Linked DNA regions of Zea mays: region 1 is linked to region 2. A link is a contact called in public Hi-C data. All regions are on one chromosome and are shown on one strand. The core of a region is the stretch at or near the end of the contact, and the rest is flanking DNA. Distances in the headings are between cores, read along the strand shown. Region 1 holds the start of LOC100275409. Region 2 overlaps LOC103646942 (mRNA-capping enzyme).

Evidence for each region. Hi-C and Micro-C count contacts between places; a contact is called where the count stands out from the background.
Region 1: a Hi-C map of ear shows a contact between it and region 2, with 4 times the contacts expected there. The contact joins the promoter of LOC100275409 here to the enhancer-like site in region 2. A contact is called at or near these places in 2 of 25 Hi-C or Micro-C datasets (ear and leaf).

Annotation. Positions count from the first base shown.
Region 1 is chr2:129,346,319-129,351,422 of Zm-B73-REFERENCE-NAM-5.0, forward strand. LOC100275409 reads right to left here and starts at 2,116. Exons shown (of 3, transcript NM_001149486.1): 1 at 2,046-2,116; 2 at 1,755-1,951; 3 at 855-1,563. The coding sequence starts at 1,947. The coding sequence ends at 1,037.
Region 2 is chr2:128,621,057-128,625,813 of Zm-B73-REFERENCE-NAM-5.0, forward strand. LOC103646942 (mRNA-capping enzyme) reads left to right here. Exons shown (of 18, transcript XM_008671549.4): 13 at 348-473; 14 at 564-662; 15 at 1,430-1,519; 16 at 1,621-1,705; 17 at 1,904-2,034; 18 at 2,436-2,988. The coding sequence ends at 2,588. Among protein-coding and RNA genes, the nearest start is that of LOC103646942, 23 kb to the left of the region's middle. Within about 2 kb of position 3,440, at least 6 of the 20 cell types and tissues checked have an H3K27ac peak or open chromatin away from gene starts, as enhancers often do. A contact at or near this core is called in ear, where this site is marked.

The DNA.
Region 1 (5,104 bases), core at 866-3,365, 720 kb after region 2:
TTTCTTAGCAACCTTCTTCCAAAAAATGAAGATCAAAACCACCCCCCTTGTATTTTGTAAAATCTGAACCTCCAAAATCGCCTTCAATGGAAGTTGGCTGCGAGCTACAGCTCCTGTCAGTGAGGAAGAAGGTGTATTTATAGTACTAATGTCACTGGCGGTTGGCTTAATAAACCGTTAGTGGAAATCTCCTATTTTCACTATCAGTTGGTGTAACAGAACCGCTAGTAAAAATTAGATTATCACTAACGGTTCTCCTATTTTCACTGGCAGTTGATGTAACAGAACCGCTGGTGGAAATTAGTTTATCACTGACGGTTCTGTTACATCAACCGCTAGTGGAAATAGGCGATTTCTACTAGTGGTTTCTTAAGTCGGGTCCACCTGTTATTTTTGTTGGCACGTGCTAATGAAAACCGCTAGTGAAAATTCGTGCGTATTATAGCCTTTGAGCTATTTTCTACTAGTGGCTGCGGACGGGGCGGTGGATGAAGACACCTCAAACTCGAAGTGAAGACGAGTGGGAGGCTGATCGTCTGATGCGGTGGACCGTGGTGAATCTGTAATGCCTGCTCTGAATTCTAGATAATCGTTGGCAGTTGCAGATTGAAAACGACATAATCCCTTGGATAGAACCCCTGGGCGCTGAATCAATGATCACCTTTTCTCTTGGCTTTAATCAATACCGATTTCTACTGATTTTACAGTGTTTTATCTCTATAAATTACAGCTGTAGTAGTCCAAACAATGGCTTTAATCCGAAGCAAATAATCCAAACTCCGCGTCGTTCCGCTTCTGTTCATGTCAGCCGACCTACCTCATGCCCATGGACAGGCATAACTTATGGACATGCATTTTCATTAGAGAATAAAAGTAATTTCGTCATTACTTATTTGATCTTTCAATAACTTAATAATCAACTAATTAACCGTACCCACAATTTTACATTGTTATTATTGGTATGTTTTAGACTCCAAATTAAGCGATAATGAATAGTTTATACAGACTCTAGCTGCAAGCTAGTAACAATGAGCAGTCAGTACAGGCTCGCGATCTGCGGATTGCAGAAGACGAGCACCTCCACGAGCTGGGCCCTGCCCTCGTCGCCGAACAGGCTCTCCTTCCCGTCCGGCCGCCTCGCGTACGACAGGCCAAGCCGCGAGCGAGCGCTGCGGAGGTCGCCGACGCCGGCGCTGGAGTCGGGTCCAGTGAACACGCCCATCACGGCGGTGAGCGGCGGGCCGATGAGCAGGCCGTCGGCGCCGAACTGTGGCCCGCCGCGGGAGTAGTCGAACAGCGCCGCGCCGCTCCCGCCCACCTTGGGCAGCACCACGGGCGGCGCCGAGACCTCCGTAGATTCCGCCCAGTAGAAGAGGAACGCGTCCAGCGTGTCGTAGTAGTCGTCCGTGCTTCGGTACCCCTCCGGGCTGAACCCGCCGAAACGGAAGCCACCGTCGGTGTAGCCAACGACGACGCAGGGGCCCTTGAAGTCGCACCGCCGGTGGAAGTCCGTAGCACTGAAGCCGTCCACGGTGGCCTTGTAGCAGCACCTGAGCTCACGGTCTGCGCCACCATATTATCAATTTATCATCAAGAACAGTGAACGGAAAACAAAGTTAGTCATTGTGCGCTAAATGTAAAAACAAAATATATGACAATTGAAGTGATTCGCAATGACATGACAAGTAACCACAGCGAGCCAATCAATCGGCCTCTTAATAACCAATTAATCGCCAAAAGGATATGATAATTACCTCTGAGGTGTGTTTTTGCCACGAGCGACATGGGGAACGGTGGCTCGACGTCGTGGTAGGAGAACTGCAGCTGCGGCGGCGGCGTCTCGGTTTCTCTCGCGCTTTTGCCCCAGTTAAAGAAGCTACGAGGGGTGACGAAGGTTGGCCTGCTCGACGCCTTCATGGCCCCGCTGCTCGCCATGAACGCCACCATGAGTCTGCTCAGGCGTGGATGCGAAGCAGATCGATGAGATGACAGGACGTACGGAGATCAAAGCGGGGGAATCATCAATTTCTGCGTACACTGCTTGCCTGGTTGGGATCGGAGAATCGCCGGCTTGGTTTGATAGGTTCCATGCATTGACCGTTGGCGCAGGGGGACCTTATCCGCTGCATACCTGCAGGACGGGAGGAAAACACACGTGTGGCAACCCAGTTGGTCCTGCCTATTTCGCTATCTGGCCACACAATATAGAATAAGGGGTGTTTGAACTGTAGCAACTCTGTTCTCTAATGGGATGGAGTGAACTCCACACCATTTTGGTGAAGTAGCAAAAATGTTACTCCATAAAAAATATTTTCAGATGTAAATATGGAGTTCGAGGTTAATTGCCTAACAATGACACACGTTTCAGAGAAAATAATGTTTCGTTTCTCCTATGTTCTTTTCTCTCCTAACGCATCTTCTTTCTCTTGAACACATCTTTCTCGCATGGAACCCTATCGTCCACCATGGATGCATCTAAGGAGTCTGATCCCATGGGGATCATGGAATTGACAAAAATCGATTTTCCCCTTCTTTCTCCTCCTAATCCCTAAGTGATTGCAGCCAAATCGACCACGCATTGCCGGCTTCCTCTATTTCGTCGGTGGCAGGTGCTCACCAACTTGGCCTTCCTCGTGCCCGAGGTCGCAGCCATGGTGGAGCACCCCCTCCCGTGGGGCGCGTCCGTGAACGAGGGCCAACAGCGCAGCCACTTTCAGGCACGGCGCGACACCACTAGGGCCCGAGAGCGCGGCGTAACCAGCAGCACGCGGCTTCCCTGGCGTGGCCTTCAACAAGGGAATCGTGACAGCCATGGCCAGCAAGTTTGCTGACAGCTGCAGCACCAAAGCACGCGCCCCCTGCGCGGCTAGTATAACGCCATGAATTTGGGGTAGATTTTTTTCTTTTTTTCTCTCACCAAATTCAGGCGTTACTCTTTCCTTTTTTCCCTTTTCTTCTCGCTAAGCCTTGATCTTTTCTAAAAGTTATAGCGAGAATTAGCTTGACATATTGTGTAACCAAAACCTAGAACTATTTTTGGTTGTTGCATCATGCATGCCGGATTATGCACTCTTTTGTTTGTGGTTGAGTGAATTGAAGAGTTAGGCATATAAGAAATTAGGGAAATTAGAAAAAGAAAAGCCTTTTCTTTTTCTTTCCCCCTTTTTTCTCTCTTTTGGCCTAGCAGCCCCCTTCCCCTTCGCGCCGGCCCAGTTGGCGGCCCAGCCGCCCCCCTTCCCCGTTCCCGCGTGGGCCCCGCGGCGGCCCAGCCGCCCCTCCCCCCCCCCCCCCCCCCCCCCGTCGTGGGCCGTTCCGGCCGGCCCACCCCGCGCCCACCCCCTTTCCCCCCCCTTTGGGCCCAGTCGGCCCAACCGCCCCTCCCCCCCTTTTTTCTTTTTCCAAAATTCCCTCCCCGCGGGCCCCGTCCGTCATCCCCTCCCCCCTCCCCCAACTCTCTCTCTCTCCCCTAACCCTAGCCGCCGCCGCCCCTTCCCCCGGCGCCGCCACCGCCGCGCCGCCCCCTCCGGTGAGCCCCCCCTCTCCTCCCTTCCCCCCCTCCCCCGCCCGCCGGCGCCGCTCCCCGGCGCGGCGTTCCCTGCCCGGCCCCGGCGCGCCGCCCTTCGGCCGCCCGCGCCCCGGCCGCCCTCGCCCCCGCCGCGCCCGGCCTCGTCCCGCGCCCGCCGGCCGCCCCGGCCTCGCCCTGGACGCCCCCGGCTGCGCCCGGCAAGCCCGCCCCCTGCTTGGCCCCCTGCCGCGCCCGGTTCCGGCTCGGCCGTCCCCGGCGAGCCCCGCCCCGACTCGGCCGCGCCGTCCCCGCCCCAGCGTGGTGGTCGGCCGTGTCTTCGCCCTGGCGTGCTTGCCCGCTCGCCCCGTCGTGCCTTGCCCGCGTCGTGACGGCCCCGGCGTGGCCTCGAGCTCGGCCCAGCGTGCCTATGGCGCGCGGCTTTGAGCTCGGCTAGCGCTCGGCCCCGACGTGCGCACGGCTAGTTCGTGGCATGTGCGTGCGGCCTCGCGCATGTGCTTGCGTAGTGCGCAGTGCCTTGGCACGACCCGTCGTGTCCCCGTCTACCCCCCCCCCCCCCCCCGTGTCCTATGCGCGCTAATCACGTGTTTATATTAATAAGATAGGAGTCTCAATTTAGAAATTGGTTACGTTAGTTAATTTGAATAACTAATCATCTATCTCATTCAATGTTAATCTACTAAAAGTGGTCACGTTTACATTAGTGCATGTAGCTAATTCTTTTGTTAGAACCAATTGGAACTAGAGCACGTAGCGTTTAGTTATTCGTTTACCCGTAGTGCGTCTCGGGCATAAGCTTTAACTCTCGCGAGACCTTTTCCCATTTCTTTCTAACCATGGTGAGTTCATTATCGTATGTGATATTCTATGCATGTTCACTTTATTTGTTCCCTTGTATGGTGTACTGTTTGTTTCCTAATTTGAATGGATGAATGTATGTATGCTTGCAATCGCATAGAGAACGATCCGGTTGAAGAGCCCGAGGAACTCGCAGGAGAAGCCCCTGAGCAGCAGTCGGTTGGTGGAGGCAAGTGTCCCTTGACCTATCTCTGTCCTATTCATTCTTTAATTCACCTCCCGCTTTACACATTTATGCCTAAGGATTGACTAGCTTTGTTATCCATGTCCTTGTTTACCTATTTGGGTTGGATTATTATTGTTTAGCTTTATGCTATTGCTCAAACTCTAATCAATGAACATGATGAGATTATCTATGATACGCTGTTTTCCCTTCTCTTATTATGATGTCGTACTTGTGGTCTTCAAGGGGGCTCGAGCGTTTTCTCGAGTGCCTCTCCGTAAGGACCTGTTCTATGGATGACCGCCCGGGAAAACAGTGCAACCATGAGAGTGGAATGGGATGCCCTTAGCTGAATAATTAGAGGATCCGGGGTGTAGATCACTTAGCCGTCGTGCCGTCAATGGGACTCGGTGTATGCGGCTCGCTCTGCCAAGTTTGGGTTCGCCCCTTGGGGAGGAGTGCGGTGCATTTAGGAAACCTAACGGGTGGCTACAGCCCCGGGGAATCTTTGTAAAGGCTACGTAGTGATGCCCTGCTGGGTCACCTTGGTAGTGATCAAT
Region 2 (4,757 bases), core at 2,190-4,689:
GACCAGGAGTAACGTTATTATTTACTTATTTCTGACTTGCTCTTTTATCCATGAATCTTTGCGCCCTTAATAAAGAAAACAGATGTAGTAAGCATTCTTTCTGAATTATTTTCTTGGTACCTTCCCTTTATGTCCACGCCGTCAATAATTTGCTTAGTCTGGTTGGTAAATTGGCCTACAAATTTCATGTTGCCACACAATTAGTGAACTGTCGTTGAGGATGTATTTATTTTTTCTGCTGTAACTCCTGTATGTGAGCTCTATGCTCTATTGTTCTGTAGGGTGATATAAACACAAATTATTATGGCTTGGGATTAATCTTAAACAGTGGAAATTTGTGTACGCAGTTGCCATTTTCTGAAAGGTGGAAAATGCTGGAAGATGAAATAATACAGCCGCGTAATAATGAGAAAGGCCTTGAGCGTGGTGCTAAGAGCAATCCGTTGTACAAATATGACATGGAACTATTTTCGGTATCGGATTCTAGTATTTCTGAATTGTAATGTTCAACTCATGAGCTCTACAAAGTTAATCCTTTTTTGTTTATTATATGACATTACCAGGTTAGGAGAAAGGCTTTTTGGGTGCTATTAACAGTAAAAAAGGTTCTTAAGGTGTTTATTCCATCGCTATGCCATGATGCTGATGGCCTTATATTTCAGGTAAGATTTTTTCTGTAGGAATTGCATTGTTTTGGGATCATTTATTGAAGGAATGAGCCTGATGATGACATTTTTTACTGTTTGTTTCAATGTGCAGTGCTTTGGTAGATAAAATTTACAGATACTTATTTGATAGAATTCTTGTCTTTGTTGGACTTATTATGTAACTGTACATTTCTATTTTTAGTTATGACCATGCCGATTTCCTTTCTTTTTTTTTTGGGGGGGGGGGGGGGGAGGGAGGGGTTGCACCTCCGGCTATGTTTGGATACTCTAGTATTCACTCAAATACACATTGGTTAAGGTGGATTATGGTGTAAATTAGTTTAACTTACACCTCAACCTCCCTCGACCCATGTGTATTGGGACGAATACTAAAGCATCCAAACAAGCCCTCATGGGGATTTATGGTATTCATATTGAGATAAAGCCAATCATTTTATTTCTCGTTGCTCATTTGATAATTCACACAAATATTGTTTCCATTTTTACTGTTCATGTATGGATGTTATGTGACTGTTTACAGTTGGTTTCAACTTAAGTTCTATATTTTTTGTCCACTCATGGAGTAGTTTCCTATTTGTTGAGACATGTAGCTAGAACATTTTGTCGTGGATGTGTAATTGGTGGACCAAATTTTAAACGGTGCTGGATATGGAACTCCTCTCCCTAGTGTGACCCCTAACATTCTTTGTAATTATTCATTCTGTGGTTATTTATATGTAAATGTTGCTTTTATTTGGCTGATGCTTCAATTGTTCTTACAGGGCTGGGATGATCCATATGTAACTCGTACTCATGAAGGTCTTCTAAAGTGGAAATACCCTGAGATGAATTCTGTTGACTTTCTGTTTGAGGTCTCCTGACCATTTTTAACTGTTTCGTTTCAAATGGATTAGTCATCATGAAGATACTATTTTGAAATTTGGGTTTTGTTTTGTATGTCTTACTATTGCAGCTTACAAATGATAATCGTCAGCTGGTTTTCCTATATGAGAGAGGAAAAAAGAAACTTATGGATGGTGCTCGGATATCATTTACTGGTAGCCATGCATTTGAATTTTCATGATGACTGGTCGTTCATTGTGTAGTCAGCTTATTTGTCTATTAGTTGCTGAAGTAATATTCTTTAAACAAATTATAAAGATATTTAGGAGTATTATCTTTTAATGACATATGTTTCTATTTTTCTGCCCTACTATATTTGTTGTATATTTATTGCTGTTCTTAAACTTATACAGATGATGTAGATCCATCTTCTGTCGCTGGGAGGATTGTCGAGTGCTCTTGGAACAAGGAAGAACAGTGTTGGGCATGTATGCGTATTAGATCTGATAAATCAACTCCAAACGACATCAACACATACCGGAAGGCTGGTTCTTATATACTTTTTGTTGTTCTTCATCTGTTAATTTATTTTCTTTTAGGAACATTGCTGTATGTTAATCTCATCGTGATCTTTGCTAGAAAATTTAAATGTACTCATTTGAAATGGGCTTGCTGTTAGGGTAAAATCATTTTCCCGAATACAGTTGGTCTGTCACATTGGATCATAGTATTCTGTTTGCATGGCTAGCTCTCCTTACAAGTTTGCATTTTGTGCATCTTTTAGGATCATGCTCTCTAAGACGTTCACTTCAGCAATTCTCAGTGTCAGTTAAAGCTGTTCACAGCTGATCATCATTGTTTTTTTTGTTGGTGGTTGAGCATCATATTTTGCCTACTGTTGAAAACCACTGCAGTGTTCTTACAGTTCATTTTCATGGTCTGCAGGTGATGAGGAGTATCACAGATAACATTACCGAGGAGAAGCTTCTCGAAGAGACTGATGAGATAACGCTCCTGCCGATGTATGCCGATAGGATGAATGTTCGTGTTCATACAAAGATGGCACAACACAGGCGAAGATTGCCACCACAGTGCTAGTCTCGTTGCTAGAGTGCTGGGTCGCTCTCCTAGCCAGCGGCTGGCTTCTGTAGCTGTGTAATTAGTAGAGGTTTCAGTAGCCCCCCCCCCCCCCCCCCCCCTATGATGATGGCCAGCCAACTAATTCTTTGCACTTCATTTGTGTCTTGTCCCCTGCCCTCACACCTACCTGTATAGGCTTCCCTGTAAATTGTGTGCTCTATGTTCCTCCATATTCTCCCCTATGGTTTTATTTTTCATGGGTGTAGAATAGCGTTTAACAAGGCGGGTGGTGTTCTATGTAGGCGTTGCCATCTCTCGGTGCTGCCTCGTGCTAGAATAATGTAGGGTGTACTGGCGATACCATGTGGTTGCGATATATGGCTTGGTTTTAGTGTTTTGGTTTGTGCGCACCTGATCCGATCCTTTGTCCAACGAAGATTTTTTCCCCTTATTTTTGGGTAAAAAAGGACGTCAATGTTACCACTCTATGGTATAGTGCTTTTTTGTTCACATGGTTAGATCATGTACTGCGTGGTCCATTTTTTCTCTTTAGTGTCCGCCACTTTGTGGCGATTGTTCATAGCAATTTTTCTAACTGTTCATAACAAACTGGGTGCAGCACGTTCGTATAGGGCTAACTGTACATATCCAATTGAGTGCATCATAGGTAGGGTCATGTTTAGGTGGTGTGCATCAGGTTACCCATATATTTTTTCTTTTTGAAAAGGGAAAGATTTTAATAACATTCAAGAAAGTTACATTACAACCGTCTTGAATATCCTCTCGACCTCTGTCACACAACTAAGTTGTACAACACACTCAGCCAAATAGATAAAGACAAGCACCTCCAAACATCGGCAGGTAGCTATAACTAGCTCTATAAGGCAGTCTTGAGAAAGAACAATCCCCAGTGGATAATAGAATAGGTTACCTGCAAAGGGGAGTTAACAGATTTTTGATCAAAAACCAAGTCATTTCTGTAACGCCAAATGGACCAGCAAGTGGCTGCAGCACCAGCTATAGCATTAGAAGCTTATGCTCTTTATCAAGTCCCGAAAGCTTGGTGCTATAGCATTAGAAGCTTATGCTCTTTATGAAGTCCCGAAAGCCAAGATCCAAACATGTCAGACACATTCTAGGGAGCATGCAGATTGGTAGCTGACATGAATCACACTCCAAATTTTGTGAGCAAAAGTGTAAATGTAACACCCTAAATTAGGGATGGCAATGGTTGGGCCGGGTGGAGCAAAAACCAGCCCGCGATCACACCCGTGAAGTTTATCAAAATCCGCCCACGATTGCACCTGCGAGTGCAATTCAAAATCCGCACACAAACCCGTCAGGTTTTGGGTCACTAGTGGGTTTTTGCTGTATACAATAACTCACTCGGGGGTTAAAATAGAAACCCGTACCCACACCTGTGAAACTTTGGGTCAGGTGCGGGGTTGCACCTATGGGTCAAAATCTTCACCCGTACCCGCAGGGTCGGGTGGAGTGTAAATTTCTTACTAGTTTGCAAATCAGACAAGTGTTCATAAGCTAATGAAATGAAAGCAGTTCTAAGTGCACATGTATGTTTTTGACATAGTTAAAATTTTGGACCACATTTGCACCACATAGCTTGTTTTTGTAAATATTTTGATAAAATATGAGTTAGAGTGTTCATTTGCATTTTGAGAGCACCTAGTGGGGGTGGTGAATAGATGATTCTGCAAAACTTAACTAAAACAACACAAACTTGGTTTAAAATATGAGTTAGAGTGAATTAAAACTATATTTGAGAGTAGAGAGGAAGAGAGAAGTTCCTTTCACTTCTATCAAGATTTAATTGAGGACTTAGAGCAATATCACAAGTGAAGAATTGGAACGAGAAAGAGATAAAAGTTTCAATAAGGTAAATGGCACAAGAGATACAACAATTTTTATCCCGTGGTTCGGTCAAGCGTAATATGCTTGCCTACTCCACATTGTGGCTTCCCAATGTACGAGGGTTGCACTCAACCCCTCTCAAGTGATCCAAAGATCAAACTTGAGTACCACAGTTCTTCCTTATATGTCATAATATCTCGGTTGTGAGGAATCTTGACAAGTTGGAGTCTCTCACGCCTTAAACAAGTGATCACAATCAAAACCGGAGTAAGGGAGGGAGTAGAATACGCAAACAAGAGCACAACACAACAACACATA